Linked DNA regions of Bombyx mori: region 2 is linked to region 1. Evidence: chromatin contacts called from public Hi-C data. All regions are on one chromosome and are shown on one strand. Each heading gives the region's core, a stretch centred on a gene start, on an enhancer-like site or on the middle of the called end of the contact. The rest is flanking DNA. Distances are from core to core; before and after follow the strand shown.

Evidence for each region. Hi-C and Micro-C count contacts between places; a contact is called where the count stands out from the background.
Region 2: a Hi-C map of posterior silk gland shows a contact between it and region 1, with 1.4 times the contacts expected there. The contact joins two enhancer-like sites. A contact is called at or near these places in 2 of 7 Hi-C or Micro-C datasets (middle silk gland and posterior silk gland).

Annotation. Positions count from the first base shown.
Region 1 is chr27:5,687,437-5,693,074 of ASM3026992v2, forward strand. All of the region lies in intron 1 of LOC101740640 (dual specificity tyrosine-phosphorylation-regulated kinase 2), which reads right to left. All of the region lies in intron 1 of LOC134201541 (a long non-coding RNA gene), which reads left to right. Among protein-coding and RNA genes, the nearest start is that of Mir2774b-2, 34 kb to the left of the region's middle. Within about 2 kb of position 3,300, at least 7 of the 8 cell types and tissues checked have open chromatin away from gene starts, as enhancers often do.
Region 2 is chr27:5,721,602-5,726,916 of ASM3026992v2, forward strand. All of the region lies in intron 1 of LOC101740640 (dual specificity tyrosine-phosphorylation-regulated kinase 2), which reads right to left. All of the region lies in intron 1 of LOC134201541 (a long non-coding RNA gene), which reads left to right. Among protein-coding and RNA genes, the nearest start is that of LOC101740640, 8.2 kb to the right of the region's middle. Within about 2 kb of position 3,585, at least 5 of the 8 cell types and tissues checked have open chromatin away from gene starts, as enhancers often do.

The DNA of each region.
Region 1 (5,638 bases), core at 2,050-4,549:
ATCCCACTAGATGGAGTCGGCATAGCAAATTTTTCTATTCCATTATTTTCTATTAGTCGTCATCTCAACACTCATTCCTCTCTCTTTCATATCGTCATTCACATACTCCATCGATGTCTTCTTCGATCGGCCTCTTCCCCCTCTACCTTGCACTACGATTTCCATACATCTCTTAGTCACATCTCTCTACGCATCACATGTCCATACCACGCTAACCGTTCGCTCTTTTATTTGATAATGTGTATGTTTATGTTTTTTTTATTGCTTAGAAGGGTGGACGAGCTCACAGCCCACCTGGTGTTAAGTGATTACTGAAGCCCATAGTCATCTACAACGTAAATGCGCCACCCACCTCGAGATATAAGTTCTAAAGTCTCAGTATAGTTACAACGGCTACCCCACCCTTCAAACCGAAACGCAGTACTGCTTCACGGCAGAAATAGACAGGGTGGTGGTACCTACCCGTGCGGACTCACAAGAGGTCCTACCACCAGTAAATGTGTATACCACGTACGTAATAATATCATGAAAATCGCATTTAAGCTTTTGAATGGACGTTTAAAATGAGAGAACGTGAAAATGCAATAAACAAAAAATCGCAAACAGTTGCCGAGATATAACTTGTAATTAGCGGCCGCTGCTTCGAGAACGCAAGAACTGGGGTGCCCGAGAACAAAAGGTGGTTTTCAGAACAACTGGTTTAATTAAACCGGTCACTGTTAATAATTACTTCCTGCGCGCAAGGCTGCTTATATGCACGACCTGCAGACGGAGGGCGAAAACTGTATTAGTTCTTGTTATTTATAAAAAAACATTTAACGTGGAAGAGTTGAACGCAAGATCCAACTATTGTCTATATATCTATCTTCATCACTACACAGTATAAAACAAAGTCGCTTTCTCTGTCCCTATATCCCTATGTATGCTTAAATCTTTAAAACTACGCAACGTATTTTGATGCGGTTTTTAATATATATAGTGATTGAAGAGGAAGGTTTGTATGTATAATAACATCCATTAAATAGTGGAGAAATTAATAATAAATTACAGTTTCCGAAGCGAAGCGAGGGCGGGTCGCTAGTATATATAAAAATGAATTGCTGTTCGCTAGTTTCGTTAAAACTCGAGAACGGCTGGAGCGATTTGGCAAATTTTGGTCTTGAATTATTTGTGGAAGAGAAGAAGAGTCCAGAGAAGTTTTAAACAGTAGATAAATATGAAAATGCTCGGAATTAAATAAAAATAACAATTTTGTTTTCCCTTTGATGTTTCCTTTTGTTTTGTTTTAAGTTTATTTTATACAATAGTTTAGAGGTCTTTTATTTCTCGATTGAGGCACTACGAAGTCTGCCGGGTCAACTAGTTAAAAATAAATTTCAATCAAACTCGTGGAATTTATTTTTATTTTACATCGAATATGTTCGTTTTATTATATTGGATTCTGTAAGTATGTTCACAGCTCGACATTTAGTGTTGTATTATATCTTTATTTATTGTTTATTGTCTTTTAGCCTTAATCAAGAGTAGTTTAAATAAGTTATCTTATTTTAACTGTTTTCCTTTTCTGTTTTGTTAATTAGTCAGCTGTTCGATTTTAGCTGGTTTTCAATTTACAACAAAGCAGACATCTCCTTTAATTATGAGTAAGTGGTATCCCATCGCGTTAGGTTAATTGAGGCCGTCAGCGCAAAAGTAGCCTAAGGTTGCCATAGTTATTATGGAGCAATGAAGTTTAAAAGTTTTCATGAATTTGAATTTGAGTAGGCAAAAAACAATACGCGCAAAAATAAGGTTTACAAAGCCATCTGTTATCTATGGGTGAAACTATGGATAGGCTGGTTTTGCATCAAAATTTATTATATTTGATTATCAAAAATTGTGGATTAGGCCACTTTTGCGCTGACGGCCTCAATTGTACTCTATTAATAAGAATAAGAATAACCTTATCCCGGGTATGTGAAGAAAAAAGTAAAAAAAAAAAAGTGTGTGTGTCCGCTCCGACGCACGACTGGAGTTTACTGGATATAAAAAATTAAACGAAACAATACGAGAAATAGTTCTATATTACGACAACACGATACACTACAGATTATTAACAAATTAACGAGACACAAAACAAACGACTAACAAATATATGAAAATACAATAATGAGAGAAACGCGCGATCAGTACGAGGCTTTGTGGCGGACTGCCGGCGCAGCAGCCCGGCGTCACCTGCGATAACGCATTTCGTGTGACATGCGCAATCAGGCGCATAACGCATTTCGTGTGACATGCTAGTACGATTTTGGTCCCCATAATTTTCATACCCCGGGCCTATATATGTAAATCGATTCTAAAGGAGTAAACTCCAAAAACCTATTATATTCAAATCGTACGTCACAGCATACGTACGTAAGAAATCCAGACATTTATATTGACTATTAAAGTTGGCGCAAAATTAATGTGGAAAAACACGAGACTAAATAAAACTAGCGAATGAAAAAAATTATTCCCGCTAATAAATCCAGTGAAATCATACGCTCCACGCGACATTATATTAAACAGGCGATCCGCGATTGTTTTTATCGCTCTCCGGAACATACACACACTCACGACTCTCACAGTTGGCAGCTGCGATGCACTCAACAGCGGTAACGTCACACTGTAAGCTATAAGAAATTGATTTTGAAAGCTATACAAGTTTTTGAATAGAATAAAGCACGATTCGAACATTATTATTTTATACATTATCACCCCATTCGGACTTAATCACTGTCGGATTATTATTACATGATGGCTTATATTTACGAAACATAAACGTTAAAATAGCAGTTAAGTGTCCAGTTTCAGCATTATGGCACTAAGCATTCGTTCAGAACTTAACGAAAACTTTCTATTAAATCATACATTTTGAAAGCTTGAGAACAGTTTATGCGCTATGCTATTTCCCGAACTGAATACATACTTTCTTTTTTACATATCGACTGATGAAAGGATATTAGGTTTAAGCGACATTTCTGTAACCTTACAGGAGAGTCATTTAGAGTTAAAAATTTGGATAAAATATGATAACAGAAAAACTTATTCAGCTATTTGAATGGAGTAAACTTAGTTGAAGTTCAATTAAAAACATCGAACTGTTACAAAGATAAATGTTGCGTATCCAACGAAATGTCGCCTTTTACCCCTCGATATAATGTTACAAGAGAGCGCTCAATAATGTGTAGCTGGACAGATTCAAATCCACGAGCCACGTTCTACCTCTTCCGATTCGGTGTATTGAAGTCAACAAAAACTTAAGAATAACTTATTTAATCGCTTTACATGTGTCAGTAACTTTATAGACGAGTAACAATAACACACAATGTCCGGTACAGGTGCGCGAGAAACGTTTACTCGCAGAATAGTTGAGATTGATCGAATTATTCGTGTTTACGTGTTGTAATGTAATTTACTGTACGCAGCTGATGTTTTAATGTGTGGTTTAGTTTTTTTTTTGTCTATTCTAGTTCATTCTAGACGGCCGTCTGGTGTAGTGGTGAGTGACATGGTCACTACACAAGGGAGACGCGGGTTCGAATCCCGCCAAGGGAAGATGTTTGTATGATAAATATAAAATGTCTTTTCCAGGGTTATGGATGTCTGTTAAATATATGTATGTGTATAATAAAAATCTTACATTTATTTCTTTTTAGTTCTTTACGAACTTAGCACGGGACCAGTTAACGTGGCGTGATTGTTAGTAAATATTTATTTATTATTTCTCGTGCTCATGTAACATTTTTATATTCATCAAAAATGCTTTCTCAGCGCACCCAGAGAATGACATCGTACTATTTCGTTCCATCCAATAAAAACGATGACCAAAGCTAATGAGAAAAACAATGTAGATGCCGAACACCTGTGAACATTCTATAAATGTATTAAATATCATTATACCACTTCAAACTTGAACGCATTAGTTAATACGCGAGTTGTCCTTATAAATTAACTAATTAGTTATTCATTATCTGAGCACGTAACCATTCCGCCAATAGGATAACTCAAATTGGCTGGCGTGGTCCATTTGCTAATCTCTTAAAACGTTACAATTCAATATGTTTTGAATAATTTGATTAATCAATCTCTAATAAGAGGGGAATTGAGACAAGTTTTTGGCTGTCACACCCGTTACTTTCCACAGTTTATTTATTAGGCATAGCTTCAATTTCAATCGAGGAAGTCCGTGAAAGTGATAATATTTTGTTTTATAACGTGAACTCACTGCTTGAACTTTATAATAAACCAATAAAATACATGAAATTGCTATTAGTTCGCTGTCAAACCGCGTTCGATGTCCATACACATTTATATCTGTTACGTCTATACGTTTATTTTATTACCGATATGTGGATTAAAGGGTCGATATGCCTTAAACGTAAAAAATGGTAAAGTCATTATTATAATTAGAGAATAATTCGTTGTGTATTAAATTTTAACATTTGTGACGTCCAAATGAATGAAATATAGATTTTATTCGATTAATATTTTTTCACTAATAAGTGAGGACACTATTATGTTTTAAGTCTTGTCTACAGTACGGAGCTAGCGCGCCTGCGAAATATCTATCATATTTTTTTATGAGAAAAATGGCGTTCGCTACTGTAGTGTGATGCTTAACACACTGGGCTAACATAAGCGCACGTTGTTGTCAAATGTATAACTAGTCAGGTCATAAGTATTGTCACACAGTAAAAACTTTTCTTTTAGAATGCTGGTCACAAAAAAGTTTATTGAATTCCAATTTCGAATTGTTCATGAAAATAAAAATGTATACTTTTAGAATTTTACTCACTTTCAAATATAGAGTGGACGCTTAAAGAAGACCGTGTTGCAGTTATTGCGTTGCATCGTTGCGGTTACGCGCCAATTCAAATTTTTAACATACTGAAAAATTTCAATATAACCAAAAGATTCGTTTATCGTACCATCAAACGATACAATGAAGACTCTAGTGTAGATGACAGGTCAAGAAGTGGTCGCCCTCGGTCTGTTAGGACTCCAGCAGTGATAAAAGCTGTGAAGGCGCGAATTCAAAGAAATCCCAAACATAAGCAGAAACTGTTGGCCCTTCAGATGCGGTTAAGCAGAACCACGGTGAAAAGGGTGTTAAATGAAGACTTAGGGCTTCGGGCATATCGAAGAAAAACAGGACATCGTTTGAATGCTCGTCTAATGGACCTGAGACTGAAGAGATGCCGCGCTTTGTTGAAGCGGTACGCGGGAAAAAAATTACGGAAAATTCTTTTTTCGGGTGAAAAATTTTTTACCGTAGAAGAGAGCTACAACAAACAAAATGATAAGGTGTACGGACACAGTAGTGAAGAAGCGAGCAACCGTATTCCGCATGTCCAACGAGGTCATTTTCCATCCTCGCTCATGGTATGGTTGGGAGTTTCTTATTGGGGCTTAACAGAGGTACATTTTTGTGAGAAAGGTGTAAAAACGAATGCAGTTGTGTATCAAAATACAGTCCTGACGAACCTTGTGGAACCTGTTTCTCATACCATGTTCAATAACAGGCACTGGGTATTCCAACAAGATTCGGCGCCAGCTCATAGAGCGAAGAGCACACAAGACTGGCTGGCGGCGCGTGAAATCGACTTCATCCGGCACG
Region 2 (5,315 bases), core at 2,335-4,834, 34 kb after region 1:
GAGATATAAGTTCTAAGGTCTCAAGTATAGTTACAAATGTATCATCGCGGTATCATTATTATTTGTATACACCACGATTGTTTCAATCGTCTTTGAAACCAACTGGCAACGTAAAATAGGTCAACAAATAAAGCTTATCTTCTTTTCAAATTAATGTGTTCTTGTTCATTCGATTACTCCAGCAGATTGTCGTTAAATACGAAGTTTGGTAACATAAAAACTATGACATTATATGCGAGAGTGACCATGTTTGTTATGCTTTCAATTGATTAGTTAAAATACTCAGCTGATTATCAGGTAATTTAGCATACACTTTGTCAGGAGTATAGAAAATGACAGAGTAATTTTCATCTAGAAAAAGTACTATTCCAGCGGCATATAATTTATTTTCGCGAAGAAATGTTCACTGGTAACAGTTTCACCAGGACAGGTGGTCGACCACGAGCTCAGCTAGGAGGGATGGGATTTGCCAACAGTCGCCTGAGTGACTCCGGAGGAAACCTAACTCTAGGGCAGCTGCTTCGGAGCGTTGAACTCTTTGCCAAATTCGACGAGCACCGTTAATTTTATTTCTACATTAAAACGAGCAAAGCCGTGTATAAAAGCTAGTGCCTCGTAAACATTTTTTTCATTATATTGCTGAAGAACTCTAAACCTACCTGGTACCGGTCATTGTTCTTTACTCGTCGAGCCCTTCGTCGCCAGCGACGGGCTCGACGAGTAAATTAACTCTCAGACACAGCCTGAATGTTTTTTTCATTTCACAATTTCATTTATTATAAATCCGAAAAAAGGGGTTTTTGCAAGCTATATAGTTTTAAAATCTACAGGCAGGCGAACGCAGAATTGACAGCGTGGCAAAACAGGTGACGTCATTGAGCAGGTGTCGGTCTCATGAAGATACGATGAAGTCTATAGCCGATGTGAGTAATGTGGAAGAGTTGTTGCACCAATAGAGATTGACCCGAGGTTTGTTCCGGCTGCTCTACAAAAAACCAAACAGATTACCGCACTCCTCAACGACGCGTGATTCTCGCTAGGATGTACCAAATTTTTCTCTGAAATACATTTTTTTTTTCATGTAGATCGTTTAATTAAATTTTATATTTAGATGAACAATAAGAACTGTCTACTCTACTGCAGTAAAGATACAAAACTGGATCTTGGCCAAATTGTATTTCGTTAATAATTAAAATTTTAAATGCATGAGCAATGTTGTTTGTTGTAAAATTACAGCATGTACTAGAAACAGTTCCGTAAGGCAAACACACAAGGACGCATGTGTGTTCCACATTTTTCGACGGTTCGATACATATGTACGTACGTCTACGTATTAAATTATTTTGGAAAATGTATAATTATGAACGTTTTCTGACTTGAAGAAAACAATAGTTAATTTTTCGTTGAAGTTGTCGTGGTCTAAAGGATAAGATGCCCGATGTAATAGTTTCGAGCAATGCGAATATGCCAGTGTTCGAACCTCGCAGACATGTACGAAAAAAATAAAATATGTACTTAACAAACGTTGACGAATGACTTTCATAGTGAGGGAATGACATCGTGAATTAAACATTCCCGATCCTGCGGACAGAATGGAAAGCAGTAGACGTCGCCCCAAACACGTCATTTCGGATCCTCTCGATCCACTAACGGTGCTTTTAGGTACCTCAAGCACCGTTCTCGTCGAACCCGTCGCTTGCGACGAAGGGCTCGACGAGTAAATTAACCCTCAGTGAGACACAGCCCACCGAGTTTCTCGCCGGATCTTCTCAGTGGGTCGCGTTTCCGATCCGGTGGTAGATTCTGCGAAGCACGGCTTTTGCTGGGGTTCGTGTTAGCAACGTCGTCAGGTTTGAGCCCCGTGAGCTCACCTACTAGTTAAGGTTACGCTGACATAGCCTCTCAATGCTATCAGCTTAGGTAGGAAAAAAAAAAGTGAATTAAAAATCAAACCCATAAAAAATATAATATGCGTCAATTATTATTTGTAGGCAGCCTTATGAACCCGTACGAAAAAAAAACAGATTCCATTTTGTCGGAATAAATAATTGCTTCTATCACTATGTACCAAAGCAGGTACATAAACTATCAGTCGATTTGTATATTAGTTTGTACCTAAGTATTTAAATCACGAACATCATGTCATTTGTCATGATAAATTTACACTGTATACAAATCTATATTATTAAATACATATTAATACGTGAAGCAAAAACTTTGTATCCCTTTTTACGAAAATTGCGCGGACGGAGGAGTATGAAATTTTCCACACTTATAGAGAATATAGAGAAGAAGTGCACAATGCTAATATTTTTTTTAAATAATGCATAAAAGATACATTAATTCGATAAAGAAAACATTACACACACTACATACCATGTATTTGACGCACACACGCATGCATACTATTTATTGTCAAACTTTTCTTCTTGACGTCTGTGGTCAAATTGAGAATAGATTAAATGTTGTTTGTCTTTATTAATATTTTTTTATAGAGTAGCCTTGGCGAAATTTGTGAATATATAAGTATAAAATACAATCATAATAGTGTACAAACTTACAATTCCAATTAATTATTGTCGAATTTCGACTACTGCGGGACCTCTAGTTTATTATAATTATACCAATAATAATGCCAACTTCAAACTATGTGTGAATTTTATGCAATTCATTTCAGCGTGATCGGAAAACAAACATACAAACTATCACATTTATAATATTGACCTAGATAATGAAAAGAGAATAACAGTTTCAGAAGAAAAACTTATTTTATGAATTTTCATATTCGATGACCTAACCTATTTTCTCTTGCAGACAACTTAGCAACCATTTGTGTAATATTTGGACACGTGCTATTTTGGCACGGTTTATCCACGGCCACTGTGTTACATTGTTACGTAAACTTAACAGTTTATATGAAAATAACAGAGCCAGGGGATCTTACAAACAGTACAGTCTGCCCAACTATGTATCTAATCGGAAGATATGAGTTATCATCGGCCGTGTGTCTTAATCTAGGTCTAGAATTCTCATTTTCGAACCAACCATTCTCTACTGTTATCTTCTTCCAAGTCTTTCTACGTATTTTTGCCGTGAAGCAGCCAGTCTTCACAATTCGAATGGTAGAATCATTATTACAAATAGCACTTCGACATTATAAGGGCATAGCTACCACTAAAAACTAGGTTGCGTGCACATCTGCAACAACAAAAACTAATGGAAACAATGGAATCTTCTCATTGGGAGGATGTCTTATGAGTCCGCACGGGTAGTTACCGTGCCTATTTCTACCGTGAAACAGTAATGCGTTTCAGTTTGAAGGGTGGGGCAGCCGTTGTACTGTAAAAACGGAGACCTTAGAACTCATATCTCAAGAAAGATGGCGGCATTTACGCTGTAGATGTCTATGAACTCCGGTAACCACTTAACACCAGGCCGTAAGCTCGTCCACCCATATAAGCAATAAATAAAAACATTTTTTGTGTAATTAATTGTGATTGTGCTTGTAGTGGCGTTTGCTACCTTACTGCTCCTTACTGTCGCAAACATTCGAACCGGTTTTAAGGGTTAAAGAATAGTACATGAAACATTCTCATGAAATCAAAACATCGAACTCGTGTTTTTAATGCGGGAAGATATGTTTATGTAGCGATGTTTATCCGGGCCCAAAAACCGAATTTAGTATCCTCTTCTACTCATTTACGCCTGTCATAGAAAACGCTAGCTATAGTTATTCTTGTAATAAAACAGTACTGTTGTTTTCATGATGCTCGATTTGAAATCCTTTGTTCTGCTTTTTATACTATCAAAACAGGAAACGTACAAGGAAATATGTAAAAACAACTGTTTCACATGTACAATTATTGTAGTAAAGGACATTACGGAAATCCAATGCGGGGAGTAAAAATACAAACAGTATCATAATAATACCTTTGAAATAATTGTTCGCGTGGTTTTTATTAAATTAAAATACTTATACAATAATTAACGTCAATCTAATATTGACCTTAAGTACATAGAAATAGGTAACATCGGAAACAGTTTGATGTATACGACGAGATGCGAACCCGTTCTAGTAGGACTGGTTTTATTTATAAAACTACCTGCGGGCACAGGTGTTCGACCCTCTAGGTCGCTGCACATGCCGATAAAACGAGTCCTGTTGTGCAAACGATTGCTGTTAAATATGCCGTTGCTATGGCGACGCGTTTTGCCGGCTTAGTTTTAAGTTCATTTATTTTTGTACGCAAAAGATTAATCTGCACATTAATATGAGGCGTTAACGTTGTCTACACACTCGAAGTCTTTTGTCGTCTTCTTCTTAGATCTCTTTTGTTTTTTTCAAAAAATTATGAGATATATTGCCATCCTGTAGATAGTTAGGGGCGACAATTGAAAGGTTGTGCCTGTGGCATCATTCTCATTCGCTATTGATTGAGTCAGATCTCAACGAAGTCTTGCCCGCATCTCTCAGGAAATCCAGAAGTAATACAAATGGACCTTACATTCACCTATTGTACTCAATTTATTTCGACACTTACATATTGTATTCGTAAAAACAGAAACTGATTTAAAACCTTCATAGAGGTTCAATAAAAAAAAAAAATCAAGAAGCTTTTTTTTAAACATAACCTCTTTTTTAATGCACATGCAAAACACAGTGAATGCGGGTTCTACGCAGCCTGAGGTTTCAAAGATTGATTGACTTTGCAGTACTACGTCGGATTTCGTGGCTGCCAATAGCCCACTGAGTTTCTCGCCGGATCTTCTCAGTGGGTCGCGTTTCCGATCCGGTGGTAGATTCTGCGAAGCACTGCTCTTGCTAGGGTCAGTGTTAGCAACTCTCCGGTTGAGCCCCGTGAGCTCACCTACACACGTTAGGGTGAAGCTGAAATAGCCTCTCAAGGCTATCAGCATAGGTAGGAAAAATAAAAGGCTGCTATTGCAGAATTGCAGCCACGTAATCCGATGTCAAAAATAGTAACGAAACAGACACAGACCGGTCGGCGTTCCGAGCAGACTAATGCTAAACTGGTTCGACAATTTTCAACTACTATTAACAAACGCTAAGATTTCTTAGTAAAATATCGTATTACCTGACTTGAGCATTGATGACGTTCAAATTCTTATAAAATCCACGTACAAGTACATCGATTACCTACAGTAATTCGCAAATCCATTACGACGTAACGAATAATGAAATTAGAGTTACTAGTGGTTCCACAGAAGTCGAAAATCGATTATAATTATTAGTTTAAATTATAAGTTTGAACATTATTATGGTTCTATTGTCAAAAACTTTACTTCTTTAATCA